Linked DNA regions of Mus musculus: regions 1 and 3 are each linked to region 2. The links are chromatin contacts, called in public Hi-C and promoter capture Hi-C maps. All regions are on one chromosome and are shown on one strand. The core of a region is the stretch at or near the end of the contact, and the rest is flanking DNA. Distances in the headings are between cores, read along the strand shown. Region 1 holds the start of Ccdc6 (coiled-coil domain containing 6). Region 2 holds the start of Rhobtb1 (Rho-related BTB domain containing 1). Region 3 overlaps Arid5b (AT rich interactive domain 5B (MRF1-like)).

Region 1 (4,900 bases), core at 950-3,449, 880 kb after region 2:
TCCTCCAATTTATTCTCATCTGTATCAGCAGGGAAGCTTGAGAAGATGAGAATTTTCTCCTAATATCTTCTCAAGCCGATGATTAACTACAGATACCATGCCAAAACTGTAGTTCCCCTAAGGAAGACCAAGATGTTCTCAAGCTTAGCCTGACACGGGCCCTTTAAGAAAACCAGGCACTTCAAACTCCACCCCTCTGCCGACTGGAAGCCTGCAGGTCGGCTTCCCAAGGCAGTAAGTTTTAGGGATAAACCGGAGAGAGCTAGTCCCCACCCCTCACTCCCGAGAGAATGCTCCAAGGGCTGTAAGCCCTCCAAACCCCGCAATCTGGAGGTGGGGTGAGAAAAGAACAATAGAAACTTGTGAAGTATGGAAGCCACGCCCACCCCAGACTGCCCTGAATAAAGCGGAAAGAATGCAGTTAAACCCCAGTCCCGGGCAGTGCTCCCCTTACCCCATCCATCTCACCCCGCGAGCTGCTTTTCCAGAAGCGTCCTGTAACCGAAGGAGCCGAGTGTCTCCTGTCCCAGACCCAACATGGCAAAAGTCAAGGAGCCAAGTAAACTTCAGTGACAAAGTGGCTCCCTCAGCAGAGGATTATTTACACTGGTGCTCTGCTGCTGGAGAGCAAAGCCAAAGGCTCTCCTGCACTCCCCTGGATTTTTAACTTTTATTGTTACATTTTGCTTCACCGACTGTGTTCCTAGCTCTAAACTCAAGCCTACCTAGGAGACGTCTTGGGGGGTGGGAGGGCTCACCGAAGTTAGCATGTCTGGGTTGTTGACTAGAGGCAGCCATCTTGGTAAACCTGAGGTCAAGGTTTCACCCCTGGCAGGTTAAGAGTTATTCCGAGGTGAGACCAGTTCCTATTTAGCAGTGGGGACGAAACATGTCTAACCACTGGATCCAATTTGGTTTAAAGACAAGGTTATGAGCCAGGAAAGCCATGTAGTCATGGCTAAGCGCTTTATAAAACTATAAAACAGTTGACAGCCAGAAAACACTTTTCATCCCGCACCCCTTTATTTTGCATTTTGTTTCCATGAGTTTGTTCTTCCGTCGACTAAACTTGGATAATAAAGCCCGCCTGGTTAGTTTCACTTTCCATTTTTTCCCCCAGAAACGAAAGCTGTTTTGTATCAGGAGGTGAAGTGTTTAGACCCTTCTCACCTGCTAGGCCTGTTTCCTACAAGCAAGCTCTCCTAAGAGGGAGGGGCCTAACAGTATTTGAATTTCTGATTCTTTGAAGCTGGGCTCTCTACAGTAGTAATTACGGTTTTATTTTTTAGCTCCTGGAGTTTTGTAGGAGTTGGAGAGCAGCGGATAATAATGGTTATACAGTTCCCCTCACTTAATCGTGGTTATTTGTTTAGCATTGTGCCTGCAGTTACTTTGGAAAATTGGTACTTGAAGTTTGTTTCAACCCTTCTGAGATTAAAAAAAAAAAAAAATTAAATAAAGCTCCCGTTTCTTTAACTAGACAAATCTTGGTTTCTTAATCCTATCCCCGTGACCGGTGCAGAGTCTTTGCAGGAGGTAAAGAGAAAAAGGTGGGTGGCGCCTGGTTCAAACAACTGGACGCACCGGGGCCTTGTGGCAAGCTAGGCTAACCTGTGGCTGCCGACATGCCACAACACAGACAGACACACAGAGAGGGAGAGAAATAGATACACAGACACACAGACAGACACACAGATACTCTTCTTTTTCGACCCACTGCAGTGCAACTTTCTGTTCCCAGCCCCAAGCGCGGTCTGCACGGGGCACCCTGGGGGAGATCCACGCGCGCCGGCGCCGATCCAAGGTGCCAGGCTCCAGCTGAGCGGGGGTGGGAGGGTGGGGTGGCCCAAGGAGCCCGGCTGCCCCTCCCACGTGTCCCGGCACCTGCGGGGCTGGCGCTGCGTGGGGTCCGCCTTTCTCCGGAAGAGGCGGCGCGGCGCGGCGGTGTATGTGTGTGTGTTGGGGGGCTGGGGCCCGGGGACGCAGGGGACCCTCCGGGGCGGGAGCACGTGCGCGGGGAGGCGGCGGGGGCTCGAGCGTCTGTGTGCAGCTGCTAGGAGAGCGCTGGGGCTGGGGCTTTGCGGGGACGGCCCCGCGGAGCGCGCCAGAGTCCCGGCGCTGCAGTACTGCCCGAGTCCGGGCGGGGTCTCTGTTCCCTGGCGGAGCAGCTCGCGCGGCCGCGGGAAGCGCCCTCTCTTTCTCCGCCGCCGCCGCCGCGCGTCTGCGCCCTGCCGCCCGCCCGCGCCGCGCTCTGAGCTCCCCCGCTCCCCAGCTCCCCCGCCGCCGCCGCGCGCCCGGCCCCGCGCCCACTCGCCGCGCGCCCACTCGCCGCGCGCCCGGCCCTCGGCGCCCGGCTCCCCGCGCCCACTCGCCCAGCCATGGCGGACAGCGCGAGCGAGAGCGACACGGACGCGGCGGGCGGCGGCCCGGCAGCCATGCAGTCGTCCTGCTCGGCGACCTCGGGCGGCAGCGGCGGGGGCGGCGGCGGGAAGTCGGGGGGCATTGTCATCTCGCCGTTCCGCCTGGAGGAGCTCACCAACCGCCTGGCCTCGCTGCAGCAGGAGAACAAGGTGCTCAAGATAGAGCTGGAGACCTACAAACTCAAGTGCAAGGCGCTGCAGGAGGAGAACCGCGACCTGCGCAAAGCCAGCGTGACCATCGTGAGTGCACCCCGCGGACCAGGGGGGACCCCCGAGTGCGCGCCCCCGTGCGGGGTTGCGGGCCTGCGGGCACAGAGAGCGGGCCTTGGGGCCACGAGCGCCCTCCCTCCCTTGAGGTGTTGGAGGTGCCTAGGGAGACTCCCCAACGTCCCCTCGTCGCCTAGGGTGGAGGTCCCTCCGAGCCAGGGCTAGAGGCTGGCGGCGTGGCTGGGGGGGGGGCGGGGTGGGACTTTCTCAACCCTAGGGTGCCTGAAGGCTCCGAATAGAGGGACACCCTCTCCGGAGCCCCCGTGAGTGGACGAAGCTGGGGTCTGTCCAGGGGTTAGTTGGGGAGACGGGGTGTGCCACTGGGCTGGGTCCCCAGTTGGCAGGAGGACGGCGCTTTGCTGGATCGCCGGCGCTGGGGGAGGGAGAGAGTGGCCCGGAATCCGGGAAGTGGAGTTTTCTGGCCAGGATGGAAAGGGAAGGGCGGGCACTGAGGCTACACCAGCACCCCGTTCGGAATCACTGTCCTTTTGGGCCCGGAGGGTGGGCGGGTACAGAGTAGTGGGGAGTGTAACGTCTGGCGCTGGCTGGGACAGGGTTGGAGCTTGAAACCAGGATGGAGGGTGGCCGCTGGGACTGCCTGGCTGAGCAAGGATGTACGTGCGTCTCCTTCATTGGTTCGAGAGTCTTAGGAGTACTTGCCTGTGAGTCTAGGTACTTGACGGGAACACAGGCCATCTGTTCTGTTTCTACCTGGCCCCTCGAGGCTCCCCTGGAAGAGGGTAAGATTAGTCTGAGATCAGCCTCCTGGTGTAGCCGAGTGGAAAGGCCCCCGTAGCGGTGATGAGGCGAAACGTAACTAGAAAAAGTACGCGTTGTGCTCTCACCTCCCATCCTTGCCAACTCTACATCATTAACATGCAGAATCCCCCACAGACAACCCTATTCAGATCAAAACAGTTTCCCAGCCAGCAGCACGGAAAGAAAATGTCAAGGAATCAAGGAGGATAAATTGCCAGAGCCGCTTGCACACAGCTGATTAGATGAAACCCTTCCAGTGGAGAAAAAGAGATTTGGTGGTGGGTCAGGGATCATATCCTGGAGACGAGAACGGGACAAATTTAAGCTGCCCTTGTGCCAAGAAAAAGTGATATGTGTGTGTGTGTGTGCCCTGTGGCTTCTATATGGCTGCCTTGGTTTGTGTAGCTAGCCGGTCTCAGTCTCCACTAGAGAGGCAGTGTGATTTGCAACCTAAATAGCAGTTGGTCTTGCAGAAAAGCATCTTACTTGCTCTTAACCAGTCCCGTTCTATGCGAGTACATCTCCAGGCAGCAAGTTACTGGATTGGCCTTTTGATAGTAAAGGAAAGCCGTTTGTGGAGGTAACCATGTAAGCCTTTTCTGGGCTAAGAAAGGACTCTGCAGAGTTGCTGTTGAAGAACAGAGGGACAGGACAGTTGGAGGTTGTTGTTTATTTAAAATCTGATGCACAGGAACGCTATTTAAAATGTGCCGTAAAGGACAGCGTTGGTCGCTTGCAGAGCTGGAACCACGGAAGGGAGCAGAACTTACAGGAGGAGGGGGTACCACCTCTCTGGCCTCTTGTTTGCCCGAGCAGCAGGTCAGGCTGCTGTTTGTGTGGAGACAGGAAACACAATGAAAGGTTATCTGTTTGACCTGCTGACCCATAAGCAGGTCTGTTACTTGTACACAGACACACTGGCCTTGCAGGGACAAACTGGCCTTGCAGGGACAAGCATGTTCGTCAGTGGCAAGCAAAGCCAGACACCTCCTGAGTACTTAACAGTGGATGAGGTGGGGGAAGCTTTGGTTCTTTGGCTCTCACTCTCAGTGACCGACCACTAACTTACAGTCAGAGCCATGGTGCTAGGAAGTTGTTCTGTAGTCCTAGCCAGTAAAGTTGTTAAGTCATTCAAGCTGACCACTTGCAAGTGTGGGGCAGGCCTCAAAGTTCGTTTTCTTTCTTTCTCTCTCCCTCTCTCCCTCTCTCCCTCTCTCCGTCTCCCTCTCCCTCTCCCTCTCCCTCTCTCTCTCTCTCTCTCTCTCTCTCTCTCTCTCTCTCTCTCCCCTAATGTATTCAAGGAGATAAAAGAGCACATGGCCCACCTGAGTACCTCACTCTTGGCAGGGGTTTAAGGGGCTAATTGTCAGGGGCAGGAAAGAGATTGAGGAGGCTGTTCACCTGAGATGTAGCTGTTCACCTGAGATGTAGATTTGGGGGCAGGGTCCCCCCTC
Region 2 (4,641 bases), core at 1,695-4,194:
CTGCCGGCGGTCACGGTCCATGCTGTATGCCCACTCCTCCCACCTTCATGAATCAGAGGTCCCGTGTGTGAAGTTTGGGGCACCATGGGCCCCGCATGTCGATGGCAGTGTCTTCTTGACATCCCTGTCCTTGCTTGGTACAAAGTTCCAGTAATTTTTTTTTTTCTTCTGCTGTCTCTGAAATCTCCATTAGTAGCAATTTATTTTCCTGGAAGTTCTCCAGATCAGTTCCCCCTCAAGTTTAGGTATGCCATGAGGTCAAAAATGGTAGCAAAATGGCTAGTAGGCATTCCTTATCCACTCTACAAGGATGGTCGGGGGGGGGGGGGGGGGCTCAGGAGATGGTCAGGCACCCCAAGAGTATGCACAGTACTAGGTGTCTTTCTACTCTTACAACCTCTCTGATGCTTCAGAAATATGTGCAGGTGTGTGCATATGCTGCCATGTGGGGGGAGGGGTGGTAAAGGGTGGCACTCGCCTGTGCACGTACTTGTGGAGTTCAGAGGTCAACCTTGGGGTTGTTCCTTAGGATCTGTCCCTTCCCCCCTCCCCCACAGGAACTAGGGGCCACTGAATCAGAGAGGCTTTAGAACCAGTGAGCCCCAGGCATCCTGCTGTCTCTACCTCTGGCAGTGTGGGGGAACCACAGGGGCATGCCATTATGCCTGGCATTTTTCGAAAGTTATGGCAGGTTCATCTTTTGAATGTGTGACTGAGGAAGTGAAAGACACCTGAAGGGGACCGGATGTTACAACAAAGGTTAGTGATAAAATAAAGCCAGCCCTCGATGACCCTGGGGCACAAAAGTCAACCACTAACAATACTGAAAAAATGCAAATTGCCCTTGCCTCAGTTACCCCATCTGTAAAATGGTTCCAATGGCCTGCCTCATCAGTTGTGGTGGTATAATAATCTTAAGGAAAAAAAAGAGAGGAAAGCCATTCCCCGCTGCACTTGGGGCCACAATACATATTTCTTAGTTTCTAAGTTCCCATTTCTTAGTTACTGTTCTATTCCTCGGTGCCCCAAGGTAGTTTGAAAAGAACTGACTTGCCGAGAAGTAGCTAGTTAGCAACAACGGGGTTAATTAACTTTCCCTAATATATTCCTGGAGAGAGTATCTATTGATTGAGTCTTTCAACATGGTGTCCTTTTAAAGCAGGCTGAGGGGAGTCTACCCCTTGCCAAGCAAATGACCATATTCAGTCACGATCCACCTTGAACTCCTCAGACACGGGAATTTGACTTCTTCCTTCCTTCTCTTGCTAGCATCAAAAGGTTATGGCCTTGATGACCCCATCTCCAACCACAACAGTACATTAAGGATTGCTTAAATACCGCAGGTTGCCTGCACAACATTTTCTTATTTAAAAACATTTCGTTTGCTTAGCCTGTTGGTGGTACAAACCTGCAAGGCCGAGGTTGCAGGAGTTCAAGGCCAGCCTTGGCAACATAGCGAGAGTTGGAGACCAGCTATGGGAGGATCTAAGGGAGGGGCAGGAAATTGCCAAAGAGACTGGAAACCAGAGATCCTGGGGAGGAAGAGAAGTCCATCTAAGAAAACCAAATGTGGTTTCCTGAAAAGGAGGGACGGAGGCGTTACTGTGAGAGAGGGTTTTGTTTGCTATTCATTTTTTTAAGGGAAGTTGAAGGATAGCCCTAAGTAACCGTCCTCACAGTAAAATACGGCTATCTATCTTTCCCACCCTTTCGAGATGCTGGCAAGGCCTTAGCTAAGAACTGATGGAGGCCAAGGATGTAGCGTGGCCATTTTTTGTGTGCTCCATGTCAGCCTTTAGAAGGGTTTTATAAACGTAGCACATCCCTAGTTGAAGGCATTCACATCCTAATCCGCCAGCTGTCTCGTCTCGTTGCAGGACTAGAGTGAGCGGATTACACAGCCCAGTCTAACAGGCAGTTGAGAAGGCGGACTGAAAGTTCCCTGCGGACAGGAGCCAAGTTAGTTGCAGTTCCCTGTCACCTCCTTAGAGCATCGCGTGATGCCAGACACCCCTAGGCACCTAGGCAGTTCTTCTGCGGATCCGTGAAAAGTAACCAGAACTCTGCCCCCAGAACTCACAATCGGCTTGAAAGTCCACAGTGTCCCCGAAACTGGTTTTCCCTTCCAAGATTTCCTGCAGACCCAGAAGAGGCCGAAATCAGTTTCAGCTCCCCCCCCCCGCCCCCCAGCCTCTCTAAAACAGCTGATTTCGGGGTGGGAGGTGGGGGTGGGGAGGACCGGGTGGGGGGAAAAGCTGGGCGTCCCCCCCCCCCGCCCCCTGCCGGGACCCCTTGAGCCCGGTGCAGGGGAAGGTGACCAGGAGGGGGAGAGCCAGCCCGCACGTGCAGCGCCCAGGGGAGGAGGCTGGGCCAGCGCAGCGCTTAGTCAGCAGCTGGGCTCGGTTTTGAAACAAAAGCCAATGTCCTCCCTCGGAGTCCGCGGCCGGTCAGTTCCTAGGGGGAAGAAAGCTATGCTGCCCAGCCGGTTAGTGGCCCAACTTACTTTTCCTGAGCCCAGGACTGAGGGCCAGCGGATGTTCGGGAGTGGGTGGGATGCTGCGGGGAGGGGGCGCGGGGACAGCTCGCACACACCCTGCCCTGCTCTGATCTCCGCTTGGCTTAAGGCCGGGTCCCCGGGGTAGCGGGACGCACGCTGATCCCGGCCCTGGAGCCCAGGCCCCTCCGGTGTGCGTGCAGCCGCAGCACCTTCGCCACCTCGCGTCCCACAGCTCAGACACACCAGGCCCTGGTTTCATGAATGAAATCCAATCGTGTGGTTATAAATAGCCGCCAAGGCTGCTCACGTCACGGTGGAGAGAGAGAGAGCGATCGGAGGCCGCCACCGCTTTGCTCGCTCCGTGCCCGGGCGCAGGGTTCCGCCCGGTGCCCCGCCTGGCCAGGAAAGGGGGCGGGAGGAGGGCAGGGCTGGCGGCGACAGCGACCTGGGGACGAGTCCCGTGGCCTGCGCCGGGACGCGGACGCGGCCGGGTGCGGCTGGGCCATGCTGCCTTTGTGCCACGCCGGGCGGGTGGCGCGCGGTGCGCAGGGTCCCGGCGTCCCCGCGAGCGCGCGCGGCGGGGGCCGCTGCTGAGCGGCGGAGGGAGCCAGGTCTCGCTCGGCTGCAGGGTAGGTGGCTGTGTCGTGCTGAGTGTCCCAGTGAGCAGCGGAGCACCCTCACCAGCTCCCGATTGCCTCGCGGGTGGCAGGTGGGGACCCCGGCCCATGTTCCCACCCTCCCCCAGCAACGTTTGCGAGAGTGAGCTGAAGGGATGCGGGGGGACAGTCCCCTCCCAGAGGAGTGAGCTGAAGAGATGTGGAAGAGCACCCGCCCCGGCCGCACCCCTAACTTGTAGCGGCAGACAACACGTACAACAGGCACCTTAGCAGTCCGGTTGCACCAGGGCCGGGTGCTGCCGCGCCCCCGGGGAAAGGCGCCTTTTCCTCGAAGGACTCTGGTGGGGAACTTGGGACGCGAGAAGCAGGGTGCTCTGAGCCCTTGGGTGTTTGCCCTGCCCCAAGCAGTGTCTTTGGATGCACGATGACGCCCCTCTCCCTCCCCTCCCCCCTAGCCCTGTGTCTAGGGAGTCTGTTGTGAGTTGCTGTGCCAACAATACACGCTGCCTTGTGAGGGGCTTGCACACACCTCAACTTAAGTGTTCAGCTAGGTTCACAGCCAGGGGGTAGGGGGAGAGACACAGAAGAGATCCACACTCACACCCACCCCCAAAAAAGTGGAAGGAAGGCAAGACTGTGTAAAAAATGTATATATAACATTTGATTCCACTGTTGGCCGTGGGGTTTCCATCCCATATCAAACTACTCAACGGAGGAGCAAAGTCAATATTTAGACTCAGACAAGCCAGAAAAGTTAGGAGGGAGAGCCAAGCACAGGGTTCTGAGTTGGCTTTGCACGTCAGCACAAGAGCTGCGCCTTTGGGACTGCCTGTACACATATGCTGGGGCATTGGGGGTGGAGGCATGCATTAAGCTTGATAAGTTACAGAAAGCTGGGAAACGCTAGATAGTAGCAAGCAGAGGAGACATCCTGACTGAATCTCCCTGGTCTGTGCTTTTGGGGAAACTACTGAATACTCAGCCTGGGGTTTCAGCATGAGGTTCTCTGTAGGTTGTGCTACCTGCCATAAAAACATACAAGAGACTCCAAACCATGCCATGCTTCCAGAGGCATTCAGCTTGGCCAAGGGCAGATAATAAGCCACCAACAGGCTCATAAGTTCACTTTTAAACACTCTTTTGAGACTCAGTGTATTATTTCATCTTCAGTGATCTTTGGGACGCCTATGAGAACCAGTGGTTCCCATTAGACAAACTCAATCTTTGGACTGTCAGTAACATCTGAGTGTTGTCCCCACAGGGGAAGCAAGCAGTCAATTATCATATTAAACAAGATTCTTGATGAGACTCCTGGATCATATTTGAAAATCAATGGGGGTCTGGGTTTGATCCATTCCTTCCCATGGTGGGAGGCTTTAGCCCATCTCTATCAACAGTCTCTATGTTCCAAAGTTGTGAAGGTCACGGGCATCCCAAGGTACAGGGTTATGTATGCTCACAAGGATGCACACAAGTAGCCTGGTTGATGTTACCGACTTATTACTTCTACAGAAAAAGAAAATAATT
Region 3 (4,848 bases), core at 2,089-4,588, 960 kb before region 2:
AAACAAGGGAGAGATATAAACAGGGGAGATATATAGAGAAAGAAGAAATAGGACTGAATAAACGTGTGCAGAAGGATCCTGCTGTGGCGTCGTTCTTGCTGGCGAGTTGGGGGCGCGCTCGACAATGGTCTAACCTTGGACAAGCATACTATGTGTAGCTTTTAGGAGGAGAAGAGCCCAGGGACCTCATTTCAGCTCAGTGTCTTTCCAGGCCTCTTTATTTAAAGAATAATTTATATGATGTGTTTGCTGTGTGTTAGAAGGTTCCCAGAATCAGGAGACAGTAATTCTAACAGGCATTTTTAATGCTAGACACAAAGCCCCATCTACCAATCTAACTCCTTGGGTGAAAGCTAATTTTTAGGTGCAATTAATTGCAAACGAAAAAAAAAATAAGGCTGGATGACTAATGGTTAGCCTGTCTTCATATAAATGGCCTAAGTAAATCTAGAATTCTTGGAACTCTGACTCACCCCCAAATTCCTATGTTTATGGTACATTTTCCCTTGGCTTATACACAAATATTGAATTTAACTTTTGTCCTAAAAAAATTAAATAAAACTGTGATGTAATCCCCAAAGAAATACTCCATAAATGTTATGTGCTTCCCACTGAAAGCAACTTACACATTCTCGTGTTTCTGAAAAACTTTGCAAGCTGAGAAATGAGTGTAGTTTTTTTTTTTTTTTCTCTTTTAATACATATGGGGGGAGGGGGCGGGAGGGCGGTGAGAACGCCTTTGAATCTAAGAAAAGTCGTTGAAGCTTCGGTTCCTCCCAAGGATCATAAATTTGAATTTTAAGCATCTCTAATTGCTTCCAGGAAACAAGTTTTCTGCCTCAGAATTAGCCCAGCAAGATATTTAGTGGCTATCTCTATGAGGAACAAAAAGGGGGGCCCCTGGCCCAGAGATTCTCTGGAAAAGACTTAGGGATCCCTCTCCCTGGGTTCTAAATGAACTGATTGGAAGCGTTTGACAGTTTAACTTGAGCTGACTCTTTCTCTTTCTCTGACTGAACATTTCTGAAGAAGGCTTAGCTCTGAAAAACCCCTAAAGCTTACAGAAAAATTTCAAAATAGTTCTGACAAAAGAACAACAGGAAGATGTCTCTGAACTATTAGACAGAAAAGGAATTCACAACCGAATTTGGCTAATTTTGCTGTTAGATACAACTCTCTCTTCCCTACCTTCCCCACCACAGACACACACACACACACACACACACACACACACACACACACACACACACACACACACACTCCTCTATACATACACCACACACAATATACACACATCACACACCTTACACATGAACCACTCCACACACACAACCACACAGTACACACACACACACCCTAACCACTCCCCCGGCACTGTTCCAACTCAAACAAAAAGAGTTTTATTAAAATGATGTTTACACAGTAAGAAGGACTCAGTTTTGTTCTGTTGAATGTTTTAAGGTAAGAGGTAAATTTTGCTTTTCCTTGTCTGGTTCAGGACTGCTTCTGAGAAAAAGAAGGTTGTTAAAAAGAACAGTCACAAGAACTCTCTCAAGAATGGAACACAAGACTGGGTAACGGGATCCCCTCTCTTATCTTGATCAAATATGAACTTCTCGTAAAGGCAGACAAAGTGGAAATTGTGTTTTGTCCTCTTCTCAAGAAAATACCTGAAGACTTTATAAGCTGTGGGGCACATTTAAAAAAAAATGTCATTTGCAGGAGCTGATTTCACCCACAATCAACTCTACTATTTCATCAACTTCTTGAAATAGAAGACCTCTGCTCGTCCTGCATTTATAGCTATTACATGATGATTATGAAATGTCAGAATTAAAAAAAAATCCAGGCTGGGTATTGTTTCAAAGCATATGGGGACAGCTTCTGGGATGGAGGAGGGAGCATACCAGGGAAAGCATTTAGAATGTTCTGGAAAATAATTAAGTATCATGGTATATTAGTCTCCACATGAACACAAATGGAATTTGGCAACATTTTGACCAAATAAGGCTTCCTAGAATAGACAACTTTGGAGATGAGTGTTATTCTCAAATAGATCAAATGATTATTATCATTTCAATTACCAGTTGCTTCAGATCTTTTCCGAGAAACGACATGACTAGACCTGGCTGGAGTACAGCAGCCGCCGAACAAATAGTTTATTAACCAAGAGAAAAATACAATCCTTATGATGTCATTAATGAATAAACTTGTCTTTCAAGATTATCTCTCTAGATTCGCCCTGGACTCTCCCTTCACTCACTTAGACACACATACACACACACACACACACACACACACACACACACAGAGGCAGGGGCAGGAATTCACACAGACATATAAATCAAAAACCTGGCTTGGGGTTAATTGTGAACACAGCCTTCCTTGTGTTTTACTGTGGATTTAGAGAGAGGGCATCTCTTCACCATTGTTAAAAGTGAGGAAATCTGATAAGAGCTGGAAACAGCACACAACTCTCTGAAACAAAACGACCCACGTGTATGTGAAAAATGTGTCGGGAAGCCTTCCTCTGAGCACACAATGGCATCTGTCACATGTTCATACTTATTATTCTGAGTCAGGGCTGACTAACTTTCTCATAGTGCCCGTTCTTGGGCAAGTCTCTCTGTGTCTATGAAAAGAATTCCAATAAGCTCATGCCATGATTCCATGAGCTCTCAGCAAACTGAGAATTAGTGCTGAATAAATACTGAATAAATATCCCCGATTCACTCACAGACAACGCAGAAGGATCACAAAGAAATACACGTTGTTATTTTGTTAATGGACCCTGACTTTTCAATTAACCCAGAGTTTAATCAATAGCTATGTAGGACATGTTAAGACGCTCACTAGCTCCTTTTCCTCTTCACCATTGCTTTAAACTGTTTCCGTAATTAGGATTTGATTTCTACCACTGTACAAAAAAAAAAAAAAAAAAAAAACAAAAAAACAAAAAAAACAGTTCACTGGAGCACGAATTCTCTAAGTCAGAAAAGATAATCCAGGCCAGAAGTCACAAAGCAGCCAACCCCCAAGGCCCTTCCGCATGTGATAAAGGTTGGAAAATTTACACACAACACAAAAACCTAGACTTCAATCTTTTCTTATAAAACAAAACAAGGAAGGAGATGAAAAAAAAAAAAAAAAAAAAAGGAACAAGCAAGACCAAAACCAGCAACTGAAACCACCAGAAAGCAAACAGCACATGCTTTCTTTCTTTCTTTCAAGATGTGAAATCCCCTCTAGGCTAAGAGTTTCATCCAGGTCAGGTCCCTAGCCTGCTCGGTTGGGTGCTGACACCAGCTATTTCAGTGGACTCATCTTGATTTGATCCATCTCCTTTTGTGTACCCGACGAGGGCCCCGAAGGACAGTGACACACCCTAGTGCTGAGTCACTACCAGGCTCCGATGGCAATCTAGGATTCCTATGTAGGTGACTTTGCAGCCTGGGTGCCGGGGTTCAAATCCCAGGCCTGGACTTTGTTGCTATGAAACAGGAAGCAACTTCTCTAACCTTCTTGGGCTGCAACTATTTGACAGGTATTTTCTTTAAAAGGATTATGATATCAGCTGCAGGCTACAGTCATGGCTAGGATTCACTGGGTCGGCACAAAAGGTTTATCAGAGTTAGCCATGTGCTGCCTTTATGTTTTCTAGAGTGTGATACGCTGCGATGGATTTAGATGATTCTCAGAAAAACACAGACACACACACACACACACACAATCACACACACACACATCTGCAGGAGTGTATGTACCCACCTACAATGCATGTATCATTGGAAACAAGGGGTAAGGACATAAAGAATGTCAATGAGGCTCACTTATGTATTGATTAATGGCAAAGTCAAGGGATATGTGTGCATGTATATTATGTGTGTAGGCATATTATATATGTGTACACAACAGATACAATTAAGGAAAATGTATTACATATATCACATAATTCCTGGCTTAACTATTTTGTGGTTATTTGAATGACTGGAAACAGAGTTTATTTTTTCTAGTTGTATGAAATATAGAGAGTTGCTTCTTTAAATAAATTTAATTTTTAAAAAGGATCAATTTGAACCAAGTCATGGAGCAAAACCAGAGGACATGTGGACACAGGAAAAAAAAAAAAAAAACCCAAGACAGGAAGACAGGATAGTTAGAAGACGACTAAAATACAGCTCAGTCCATTGTAGCTGAGATTCTCAAAGGACAGTCCAGGAGTCCTTGGGAACGCCTGGATCACTCCAGGGGATACACAAGGCCCAATCAAAAATCAAAATTCATGAAGTTACTATTGGATTTTTTTTCACTCATCCTCCATCAAGAGCACAGAAGGGTTTTCCTGAGCCCTCAGCTCACGGCAGGCACCGCGTTGGAGTGAGGATGGAAGCAGGTACCAGATTTCACACTACGAAGCTAGACAGTAAAGAGATTTACAGAATCTATACGACTGTGTAGCCATTCTCATTAATCTATTAGTACTTGAGAATGTATTTCATCACCTATGACTTCCATGAAAATGTTACATGTTCACAAAGTTCTTCACCAACCCTTATAGCCACCGATACTGTTATTGCCAGACAAGAAATGTTCCTTTTAAAAACACGTCAAAAGGCCCTCATATTTCTTGGTCATGACCCCTCTCCCACCAACTTCCAGCAACCACTGATCTATCATCCTGTCTTAAAGTGTCACACACACATTGAATTCTGCTACAAGACCCCCTCTGGGATGGCTCTTCTCATACAGCACAGTGCCTTGGGAGCCGGCCATGTTGCTGCCTGAAGTCACAGCTTGAATCCCCCTCCAGAGAGCAGGTGCCCACTGGATAGACAGATACAAAGTTAT

What was found. Promoter capture Hi-C pulls out the DNA fragments that hold promoters and counts their contacts. A called contact is a pair of places that touch in the nucleus more often than the background predicts.
Region 1: a contact with region 2 is called in a promoter capture Hi-C map of liver, with 2.8 times the contacts expected there. The contact joins the promoter of Ccdc6 here to the promoter of Rhobtb1 in region 2. A contact is called at or near these places in 3 of 39 promoter capture datasets (the C10 cell line and liver) and 1 of 9 other capture datasets (adipose tissue).
Region 3: a contact with region 2 is called in a Hi-C map of B cells, with 9 read pairs. The contact joins the enhancer-like site here to the promoter of Rhobtb1 in region 2. A contact is called at or near these places in 1 of 484 Hi-C or Micro-C datasets (B cells), 2 of 115 datasets of contacts at active chromatin or transcription factors (acute myeloid leukemia and embryonic forebrain) and 2 of 9 other capture datasets (adipose tissue and liver).

The regions. Positions count from the first base shown.
Region 1 is chr10:70,094,922-70,099,821 of GRCm38.p6, forward strand. It overlaps Ccdc6 (coiled-coil domain containing 6), which reads left to right and starts at 2,200. Exons shown (of 9, transcript NM_001111121.1): 1 at 2,200-2,660. The coding sequence starts at 2,379. The region is part of intron 2 of Gm51771 (a long non-coding RNA gene); the gene reads right to left.
Region 2 is chr10:69,210,250-69,214,890 of GRCm38.p6, forward strand. Rhobtb1 (Rho-related BTB domain containing 1) reads left to right here and starts at 2,945. Exons shown (of 11, transcript NM_001252637.1): 1 at 2,945-3,126. A930033H14Rik (RIKEN cDNA A930033H14 gene) reads right to left here and starts at 2,849. Exons shown (of 2, transcript NM_001331193.1): 1 at 2,504-2,849; 2 at 1-2,135. The coding sequence starts at 2,756. The coding sequence ends at 2,077.
Region 3 is chr10:68,246,328-68,251,175 of GRCm38.p6, forward strand. All of the region lies in intron 2 of Arid5b (AT rich interactive domain 5B (MRF1-like)), which reads right to left. Among named protein-coding and RNA genes, the nearest start is that of Arid5b, 30 kb to the right of the region's middle. Within about 2 kb of position 3,339, at least 207 of the 459 cell types and tissues checked have an H3K27ac peak or open chromatin away from gene starts, as enhancers often do. A contact at or near this core is called in B cells, acute myeloid leukemia, adipose tissue and 1 more, where this site is marked.